Regions from separate parts of the Zea mays genome. Here all the other regions are linked to region 1. The links are chromatin contacts, called in public Hi-C maps. All regions are on one chromosome and are shown on one strand. Each heading gives the region's core, a stretch centred on a gene start, on an enhancer-like site or on the middle of the called end of the contact. The rest is flanking DNA. Distances are from core to core; before and after follow the strand shown.

Region 1 (3,608 bases), core at 738-3,237:
TAGTGCTCTTCTCATCTAAGGCTTCTTGCTTTGTTATACTATAACTTATTAGTAGTATTGATTTATCACTTCCGCATTACTTAAGCACAATACTCTTTACAAGCAAGAACTTAGTTTTATACTCCGATATTTGTATATCTTGTTCTAACCACTAATTAAGGGATCTAGTTGGGGGATAAAGTTTTTATTTTCAGGTTTCGCCTATCCACCCCCCCCCCTCTAGGCGACTTTCAGGCCCAATAACTTTGGAGGTTCTGCCACAATCCCAAAAGCACTCTCGACGGATGGGCTATGAAAGGGTCGATAAGAAAGGGCCTAAGGTTCATGAACCAATTGTGTGACTCGACGCCCCATGCTAGGTCCCTAAGATGGTAAGGGACATAAGGGCAAGTGGGTCCCAAAAACTCAAAATGGCAAAACCTCGGTTGTGTCAGTAGCAGACAATAGAGCGAATTCGACCGCGCATGCCACCTACTTCAGATTGGCTTTGGTACCATGATGGTTGATGATAAAGTCGAGTAAGGTCTCTAATTCTACACTAATGGTGCACTTGGTCAAGTTAAGCTTCCATCGAAGTCTTCACAAATTTGCAAAGGTCACACTCAAGTTTCAATTAGGGACTAAGGAATTAGGGTTTCGATAACCACATCATCCATGTAAACTTACGCATTGTACCTAATTTGAGTACTCAAGCAATCTTGAATAGCACATGTGTCCTAAAGAATATTGTAGTGTGACAATATGCACCAAAAGGTGTAATAAACAAAGTCTTTTATTGATCTTCTTTTTTGAGGGTGATATGCTGGTAGCCTAAGTAGCAATCAACAAAGGAGAGTAGAGCACAACCACAATATTGTGTACAATTTGGTTGATGTGAGGTAGACCGAAGGAATCCTTCACACAATGCCTAGTTTGGTCCATATAGTCGATACACATCTGTCACTCACTAGCATAGGGTTGCGATCCACTCTAGATGATCTCTTTGGTGAACTCTACCGACACTAGCTTTGTGACTATTTCTTAATGATGGTTTTTCTATATCTCAAGCTTGGAATGATTAACCTCCCATAAATTTTTACCAAAGTTTGACCATAAAATTTGCAAATACGAATTAATTACATAAAAATCATAGCTCTAAAGATACAATTAAAACTTTGTACTAAATTATATCATATCATATGTTTACAATTGGACCACTCATATCGAGTCCAACAAAAAAATAATGCTCATTGAATCATGTATGACATAGTTATATATTTATTTACTTTAAACTGTTTAATGGAAATAAACCTAGATAAATCTATAACTCAATCATATATGATCTAATAAGCATATTTTTTACTATAACTCAAATATGCAATGATTAGCCCATCATAAAAAAAATCATCACAATTAGACTAAAGACTAGAGAAACTGCAGCGATAAATCAATGACATAAAAACATAGATATAAAGTTACAATAAAAACTATATACTAAATTATTGCGTAGATCTATTCATATGAAGTCTAACATAATTATATTTTCTATTTTATGATTTTTATTACTATGATTTTTAAAGATTTAGTTAAAATGAACATAAAAATACGAAGGGAATTAGGTAGGGGTCAAGTGTCTGATTTTAAGAGAGAAAGGAGAAGTTATTTATGGTTTTAGAGGTGTTTGAATGCACTAGAGCTAATAGTTAATTGACTAAAAATTTGTTAGTAGAGCTAGCTAACAAATAACTAGCTAACTAGTAGATATTTTTACTAAAAATGGCTAATAGCTGAAATATTAATTAGGGTGTTTAGACGTATGTAGCTAATTTTAGCCACTAACAATTAGCCCCTAGTGCATTCAAACACCCTTATATTTGGTGGAAAAGAAGTGGTTTTTATGATAGTCTAGGGAGGCAAAACAGACCTTTTTCATACCAGAATACCATTTGCAAGCCCATATTGCTAGTGACCGGAGGGCCCTTAATGTGTCGCACGGACCAGTCCTGCCAACAATGGATTGTTTTGGTTTCCACTTGATCGGTGGAGGTGGGCTCGCTTATACCATCCTGATTGCATTGGGCAGGGAACTGGCCCGAGTCGGACATTAGCGAACCTGATGCCGTGACGCGTAGAACCAACCCCACCGTGAAGAAACCTTTACAGGCTGTACGTAGGGCCGTGCCGTCGCCCCTCCTTCCTTCGTCGATCTCTCTCTCGGCGACGACTGGGCGACCGCTGCCTCCTGTTGCCCTGGTCTCCATTGGGCCCTTTGCCAGATTTTCTTTCGCCTCTCCGCCGGCGACGAACACCACCACCAGGTGCGCCCACCCCTTCTTTTCCCTCTCTGCCGCGCGAAACTGAGCACCCAAGCCCTAAGCCTTTTGTATTCGGATCTGATCTAATTACGAAGTTTATACATATATTATACATACCACTAACTTCGATTTTTTCTTACAAAACTTATCGGGTGTACATGTGTACACTCATGTCATTTACTGAGTCTTCCTAGTAGTGGAGCTTGGGCATGAAAGTAGGAGGGGCCAATATGATATGGAATGTAAGGAGAAGGGGTATGTTAGCGTTCCATTATTATCACTTAAAGTGGTGAAACTGTTTTCTAGCTTAGGAGGGGCCATGGCCACTATGATCTTAATTAAGTTCCGCCACTGACATGCTCTTGAACTGAGCACTGAATAATTGATCAGTTATTTCTCAGTGTGAACCATGTATTTTACTTTGAAATTTTATGGATATCACCTCAATTACAATGTCAAGCATGGTTTATGGATATCACCTCAATTACAATGTCAAGCATGGAACATGTGCCGTGTGGAAGCCACACTCTCTGTATCAGTATATCTTCCTGCCTAGTCACCTGTATATTTCAGGGCACTGTTTCCTTTTGCTATATTGTTATGTCTTGGTGGCTTGCGGAGGTAATAATGTGTAAGAAGGAACATTAACTGAGCTGTGATCTGCAGGAATGGGCTTGTGGACGTTGCTGGAGGGTTTTTTGCTTCTTGCAAATGCGTTGGCTATATTGAATGAAGACCGCTTTCTCGCTCCAAGGGGATGGAGCATGTCTGAAGTATCAGGAAATGGGCAAACGAAGTCGTTGAAGGGCCAGATCGTGGGGCTAATCTATGCTACACAATTTCTGAGGATGCCCTTAATAGCACTCAATGTTCTGATCATTGTTGTGAAACTGGTGTCTGGCTGAGGCTCATTATCTAGTTTTCACTGTTGTGTTGGATTGATATCTGTTCCAGCATGATGTAAAAGTTAGTAATACTCAAAGCTGCTGGAAATATGTTCATTTTTTACTCTAATGTGAATTTCTGTTATTTCTTCTGGTAAATTAATTCTGGTCAGAAAATGGCTCTAAACATTTATACTATCAAAGCATTGTGCAATGGTGTTATCAATTTATTCGAAATATTTCTTATGTAGTTTGTGAGGACATCTTTTCTTGGTTTTACTTCTGAATTGCTAACACATTTGTTGCTTATTACTAGTATATTTTATGGTTGCTGCTTCACCATTGTAGTGTTCAGTGGTTTTTGACGATTGAATATTGCTTACAGCTAGAGGCATTTGTCTCCTAGCTCAGGTTGAGTGGTGATGCAAAC
Region 2 (3,608 bases), core at 710-3,209, 260 kb before region 1:
GTCCTGAGTTTGAATCCCAGTGAGAGCGAATTTCAGGCTGGGGTTAAAAAAGGTCACTCGTTGATTTCTCTGGTTGTGTGCGCACGAAATGGACTAACCTATAGGGGTGGATCCTCGTGTAGGGGCTAGGAGGACTCAAGCATGGGTACAGATCTGACCTATAGGGGGCAGACCCTTATGCTGCACGGGGAGGGGGGAGAGAGAGCTTTCGTGATCTTTCTAGGGGCTCCAACTGTGAGGGTGGTCTTTCCCCTACCGGCCGAGTTTTTTTTAAATCTAGGATACGTGACTAGTGAAGCGGATATATCAAATGTATATTTCTGTGGGATGGTTTCTAGCGGTTGGATTTAGTGAACAAATTTGTTTTTTGTGAACATTCAATTGTACAACTTGGCTCTAATAGCCAACAAACATAATAATTGATGAATTCCCAATGATTTCTTGAAGCTCGTTGAATTCCATGTTTTTCAACTAAAATGTGCTCACCTCCAGTAAAAACCAAAAACCAATAAGCTACAGAGAACTTTCTGGTTTTCTTTTTCCCACCACTTATTTGAGAGTTATGCACAATTAAACAACAACCAATTGGATGTAAATACATAACCCTGAACCACATTTTTTTAAATGGTATACGCAATGGCTCAACACTGCTGACAACCAATACGATGGCACTATGTTAAGAAGTGGAGAAAAAATGGAACAATAATTGCACAAGTGACCCCGCACTCAATGCAATTAGTTTCTAAGCTGTGTTGTCAGAATTTTCTGAGCTGTAGAGGTGCTAAGTAATATGAAGAACAGAATGTTGCCCTACAATAGTTGCACAAGTGACCCCGCACTCAATGCAGTTCAAAGCTAAAATTTGAAGTCCTTTCTCTGAAAATTTAGTCAAGGTTAGGATAGTTTGACTAAGAACAATCCTAGAACATCGTTTTTTGGACTGAAGGACAATCTGCTGGTGCTAGACTGCTAGTAGGCCTCTCTAATTATGAGTTTATGACTAGTGTTGGCAAAAGGGAGCAAATAAGAACAACAGCTAAAAACAGATACAAGCGGAAGAACAAATACAATCCTACGGCACATGATCATGTCTACAACCACCAAGCTACTGACAGATGCATGGTTTAAAAAGCTAATCACTGACAACACTAACACAAGCACTGTCGCGCCTTACTTCATTTACAGAGCCACCATTTTCAAATACCACACGATCGAACGAAGGCAAGTCAATCTCCTGCATTAAACACAAACAAGGCAAACACAAAGTAACACATCCATGCATATTTTCTTTGAAACGTCATAAAAATAAACGAAAATTTGCATACAGTATTTTAAGAGAAAAAAATGCAGGTACCTGCTGAGGGCGCTCATCTGTCACATATACTGCACAACAAAAGACGGTCGAGCTAATCAGAAATCGAACCGACGAAAAATCCCAATAAACAAGAGCGCAACAACAAAATTGCTAAAACGACACGCTACACAGGGAACAAAGCTCCGAGGAACAGATCCGTGTGGCACGGCACTGATCCGATCTGCGCCGAAGCCTGCATTCCCCCCAAATCAGGGGGTCATGACGGGGACACAACAGAGGACTCACCGGCGGGGAAGCGGTTGAAGAGGAAGGCGATCGGCACGAGCAGCGAACAGAACACGAGCGCCAGCACCGCCAGCCGCGGGCCCCTCCGCCGCTTCGCCGGCGGCGCCGTCGCCTTCATGGGCTACGCCTCCTCCTCCTCCCGGCACCAGCAGTGCCGCCGCCTAATCCCCACCACTAATGCCGCCTCCTCCTCTCCTTCTAGCGGTCGTACATACCGCCAACGCCACCGCCACGGCGCGGGGCAGCAGCGCGGGCGGACGAATGCCTCCCGATTCGAGCAATGGCGCGGGCGGGCCCCAGGCGGGCGGCTCCGGTGGATTCGATCGGGGCCGCGGCGTCGGGTGCTCGAATTGGTTAGTGTGCGCGAGAAGCAAGGGGAGAGCGTCGAACGGTGGAGGGGAGATTGGAGACGGAGGGGAAGGCAAGGGACGAGTGTGTGTGTGCGGGCTTGTGAATGAAGGAATAATAAAACGTTTTTCCGGAATGCGTCTCTTTTCTTTTCGCTTTAGCAAATTTATCACTTACTACTGTTTTTTTTTATTTGGTTCAGCTTTCACCCATTTTCACGCATTTGGATTTGCTCTTTGCTGGTTATTCACTTACCGCTGCAGACTCAAATTAAAATTTAAGATCATCGATAGTGGGGTCAACACGGATATCCTGCGGTAGCTCCTCTAATAAAGTGTGATAAGCGTTTATAGCATGAGAACATATTTGGGTCATATAAGACTATAGTGCATATAGATGGTATATAATTAACAAAGTTCACAATTTTTTTAAAAAAACCATACATATTCTTTCCACCTTTCCACCGTACTCCAATTATATATAAAATTTCAAATTTCAAATTGTTATATTTTAGCTGTAGTAAAAAAGAACATTTTAGCCGATTTTCTAATTTAATTTAAACTTGTTAGAAATTTTACCTTTTTATTAAATTTTATGTAATATAAATTGAACTTGAAATTTTGTATATAATTAGAGTAGAGTGGAAAGAATATGTACGTTTTTATTTTTTAAAAAAACTTTGTTAGTTTGTACAACCTATGTAGGGTTGAAAACGGACGGAAAAATCCCGTCTCGACCCGTACCGTTTTCTACATTTGACACAACCGTTTCCGTATTTAAGGAAAAATATGGAAACGAGACAGCAACGGGAGAGGGCTTATTCTGTCCGTTTTTGCGGGATCCCCTTTTTTTCCAGATTTAACCTGTATTTGTTCCGTATTTGACAAATATGGGACGAGCCTAATATGTATTAGTAACTAAATCCTCGTGTATTTAGGTGACAAATTATAGCACATTGGCCATTGTAACCACCGGCTCTTTTCAAATGACAAGTGATCTAAAGTCTTAAACAACATCGGATGTAGCTAAATATACACATTTAGCAACCAAACAACAATAGAATGTTGCCTCTCTATATCTATTTGTTTTATGTTATTGTTCTGCCAATCAATCACTAGTCAAACATCAATAACATTTTTATTTGTATTAAATTATGAGTTTTCGATAGTATTTCCATTTCCGTTCGTTTTCGCAATTCCGTTTATCCCGCTCCCGTTTCCATTGCCGACTATTCGGATCTGATCCCATTTCCGATGATAAAATGCGGATATGGAAACGGGAGAGGGGTTTTTCCGTCCGTTTTCATCCCTAAACCTATGTGCATCAAAAGCTTATTTACATCGGATTCTTTATTTGATTTTATTGATATATTTCATTTCCTAATGTATGTGTGGGTTAAGAAACATATATTATATAAGGACATAACATCAATTACGAACATATATTTCATTTCCTAATGTATGTGTGGCAGCGTCCTGCAGTTGAAACGGTCCAATGACGTCGTAACGTGCGGTCACGACGTTCTCCTCCCCCTCGTCCTCAACGTCGTCGTCACGGTTACCGTCGTCGTCGTCATCGTCCACGTCTGCAAACGTATCCAGCGTCGAACGCGAGGAGCTCTGTGCAGCTGCGGAAGATCCAGCTACGGGCGCGGGAATTT
Region 3 (3,608 bases), core at 419-2,918, 190 kb before region 1:
GTGACAAAGACTCTACCGACTGAACTAGACGAGCTTTGTCATTATACATCCGAGCTCGGCGCCATAGATCTTGGCGCCGAGCTCGGTGCCACGTCGGCGCCACGTCGTCTGAATTGAGGCAGCGCAACACGTACCTCGGCGCTATAGCCTATGGCGCCGAGATGTGTTACTTCGGCGCCATAGTCTATGTCGCCGAGCAAAGGGTTCAAAAACAACATTAAAATTTTTTAAGATCTAAACGTGAATTTTTTCCAATAAAAAGACAAAATACAAAAAGTTCGGACCACTCGATGTATTTGTATCGTGGGAGCTACGCTACGCCTACCGGTGGAAAGCCGATCCAGCTGCATGGACGCGCACTGAAAAATCTTGGTTGCGCGCCAGCGAGCGCACACAAATGCATTGCTCCACGTGTGCCGGTGCTGACATGCGTGGAGTAGATTTAAGGCCATGTTTGGTTATTATTGTCATCATCGTCGTTATTATTAGTGTTGTAACGAGAGGATCCTCCGGACAAGTGTAAGCCGTTTTGGCTCTCTCGTGCGTGCCAAGCGAAATCTCGACCACACATATCTTCAGACAAGAGAACCAACACACAGGTTTGAGCGTTATCGTTGTTGTTGTTGTTTTGTGACATCATGTTTTTCATGTTGTGTATGTGATCTCGACATAGTAAATCATATTTTATAGGAGTTATTACTCGCATCCGGCAGTTATTTGGAGTCTAGTAAAAAAAAGAATACAGCAGCGGGTTGCTCGACGGGCTCCACGTACCAGCGTCGCCAGTCGCCACATCGTGTGATCCGGGGCTTCAGGGGCCGATCTGCCGCCGTTTCCTTTCTTCGGGGCCCTGTGCGCAGCCCGTTGGGCTGCTCCTCGAAACGGCTGGACTTTGTTCGGCCAATGCCTTGAAGCGCAAGACCGCGAGCCCACGACGACCAAGCGACCCCACGTCACATCGTGGAAACAGAGTTTGAAATCACGGATCGTAGCCTCGTAGGTGCTAGTGCTACTAGGGCTAGTGCTGGGAATTGGACCGAGTCGGACCAGCCCGGTCCAAGCTCATCGTGCTTCGTGCCAAATGGCTTCAGGCTAACAAAACTCAAAAGATTTTTGAGTCGTGCCGTGTCAGCCCGAAATGTAAAAACAGTGGCACAACCCGGTTCTAAACCACGTTGTGCCTTCTTTACATCGTGCCGGCCCAAGCCCGGCCCGTGTACTTTACCACATAAAATCAAAACATTAAAACCATATAAAATTCATAGCTTACTAAATTAAAGATATTAAACAATTCTAGCATCATTTGACCACATAAACTCTAAATATAACAACAATATAAAGTTGATATCTTACTAAATTAAATAGATTGGGCTTAATTAGGCCGTGCCGGCCCAAGGCGGACGCATCTATGCGAGCCGTGCCGTGAGCCCGATGGGCCAGAAATTGAGGCTCGGCCCAAGCCTACCTTCGGACCGTGCTAGCTCGGTCCAAATTATTTCGTACCAGACCGTGCTTTGGGCTTTTATTTTCAGGCCGTGCTCATGCTGACCCAAAAAGCCCGGCCCATATTTCCAACACTAAGTGCTACTGCTAGGTGGGCAACGCAGCCGCCGAGTACTACAGGAGAACGGATAGCAGTCTCACGAAAAAAGAAAATGAGAGAACGCTCGTTCGTTACACCTGTACAGTGTACATATCATGGGTTAACACCTCGATTCGCGCCGAGAGCCTTCCAGAGCAAAGAAGCCGGCCACCAACAAAACCCGACCCGACGACGACGAGCAAGTAGCTGCCAGAACCCAGCACAGCTCTACCCACCAATTCTGATTCTGGAAGACAGACAGTAGTCGATCGCATCGCATCGCATGGCGACGAGGCCGGCAGCGGAGGAGAAGCCGTGGGAGCTGGCGGCGCACCCGCGGCTGCCCAAGGGCAGGACGGTGGCCGTGGTGGTGCTGGACGGCTGGGGCGAGGCGGCGCCCGACCCCTTCAACTGCATCCACGTCGCCGACACGCCCACGCTCGACGCCCTCAAGAAGGTACGTTACGTTACGTACACGGCCTGGCGTTCGCTGAACTCTGCGCTCACGTGCGGCAGGCAGCTCCGGAGAGATGGAGGCTCATCAAGGCGCACGGGACGGCGGTGGGGCTGCCGACGGACGACGACATGGGGAACAGCGAGGTCGGCCACAATGCGCTCGGAGCGGGACAGATATACGCGCAGGGGTAACTAGATTATACCTCGACTTCGACTAGCTAGCTACCACTCTGCTCCCTTGTTAGACACGTATCATATACGCCATCTGAAAGCCAAACCGAAGCAGAATTAAAAAGCATGGCAAAAAAGAATCACTCGTATTATTAGTGAATGAATTGCCAATGGTCAGCCGGTCACAACATGCAGCGCGAAACTGGTCGATCTGGCGCTGGGTTCCGGGAAGATATACGAGGGCGAAGGTTTCAAGTACATCCAGCAGTCCTTCCAGGACGGCACTCTGCACCTCATCGGCCTGCTCAGCGACGGAGGCGTGCACTCCAGGTTCGACCAGCTGCAGGTCGGTCGTTGAACGCTGCATGCCATCGCTCGTACTCGCAACAGATTTCTGACGGTCGGTCGAGGCAGCTGACCGGCCGGTACTGTGTGTCGCGTGTTTCTTCTTCTTCTCTGTCTTGGCTCGTACGACGTGCAGCTGCTGCTCCAAGGTGCTAGCGAGCGCGGGGCGAAGAGGATACGTGTGCACGTCCTCACGGATGGGCGGGACGTGGCGGACGGCAGCAGCGTCAGGTTCGTGGAGATGCTTGAGGAGGACCTCGCTAGGCTTCGGGAGAAGGGCGTCGATGCGAGAATAGCGTCTGGCGGTGGCAGGATGTATGTGACGATGGACCGTTACGAGGTACGCTGACTACTAACACTGCTACTGTTCGTCAGCCGTACGTTCTGGTTCGGACTCGGAGCACCTACCTGTCGTCGTCTTCCTGCAGAACGACTGGCAGGTCGTGAAGCGAGGCTGGGACGCGCACGTCCTGGGCGAAGCCCCGCACAGGTTCAGGAGCGCGCTCGAGGCCCTGAGGAAGCTGAGGGAGGAGGACCCCAAGAAGGCCAGCGACCAGTACCTGCCCCCCTTCGTCGTAGTCGACGGGAGCGGGGAGCCGGTCGGCCCGGTGCGGGACGGAGACGCCGTGGTGACGTTCAACTTCAGGGCCGACCGGATGGTGATGCTCGCCAAGGCGCTGGAGTACGAGGGCTTCGACAGGTTCGACCGCGTCAGGTTCCCCAGGACGCGGTACGCCGGCATGCTCCAGTACGACGGCGAGCTCAAGCTCCCGCGCCACTACCTCGTTGCTCCCCCGGAGATCCAGAGGACGTCCGGCGAGTACTTGGCGCGCAACGGCGTCCGCACCTACGCTTGCAGGTAAAAATTGCTGCGCTTTTATGTTGATAGATTGTCTTGTGACGATCGAGTCGTTTGATTGCTGTGAATCGAGGCCTCAAATGTTGTCTTCTTCTCGTATGAACTGCGTGCAGCGAGACGGTCAAGTTTGGGCACGTCACTTTTTTCTGGAACGGGAATCGGTCTGGTTACTTCGACCAGAACCTGGAAAAATAC

What was found. Hi-C and Micro-C count contacts between places; a contact is called where the count stands out from the background.
Region 2: a Hi-C map of ear shows a contact between it and region 1, with 2.1 times the contacts expected there. The contact joins the promoter of LOC100280001 here to the promoter of LOC103634612 in region 1. A contact is called at or near these places in 3 of 25 Hi-C or Micro-C datasets (ear, leaf and tassel).
Region 3: a Hi-C map of ear shows a contact between it and region 1, with 3 times the contacts expected there. The contact joins the promoter of LOC103634611 here to the promoter of LOC103634612 in region 1. A contact is called at or near these places in 7 of 25 Hi-C or Micro-C datasets (bundle sheath, ear, endosperm and 3 more).

What each region holds. Positions count from the first base shown.
Region 1 is chr1:54,813,637-54,817,244 of Zm-B73-REFERENCE-NAM-5.0, forward strand. LOC103634612 (Yos1-like protein) reads left to right here and starts at 1,988. Exons shown (of 2, transcript NM_001329111.1): 1 at 1,988-2,297; 2 at 2,961-3,337. The coding sequence starts at 2,963. The coding sequence ends at 3,199.
Region 2 is chr1:54,558,594-54,562,201 of Zm-B73-REFERENCE-NAM-5.0, forward strand. It overlaps LOC100280001, which reads right to left and starts at 1,960. Exons shown (of 9, transcript NM_001361013.1): 1 at 1,601-1,960; 2 at 1,355-1,383; 3 at 1,175-1,234. The coding sequence starts at 1,718.
Region 3 is chr1:54,622,508-54,626,115 of Zm-B73-REFERENCE-NAM-5.0, forward strand. LOC103634611 (2,3-bisphosphoglycerate-independent phosphoglycerate mutase) reads left to right here and starts at 1,669. Exons shown (of 9, transcript XM_008657076.4): 1 at 1,669-2,039; 2 at 2,099-2,226; 3 at 2,405-2,555; 4 at 2,691-2,894; 5 at 2,983-3,413; 6 at 3,527-3,608. The coding sequence starts at 1,866.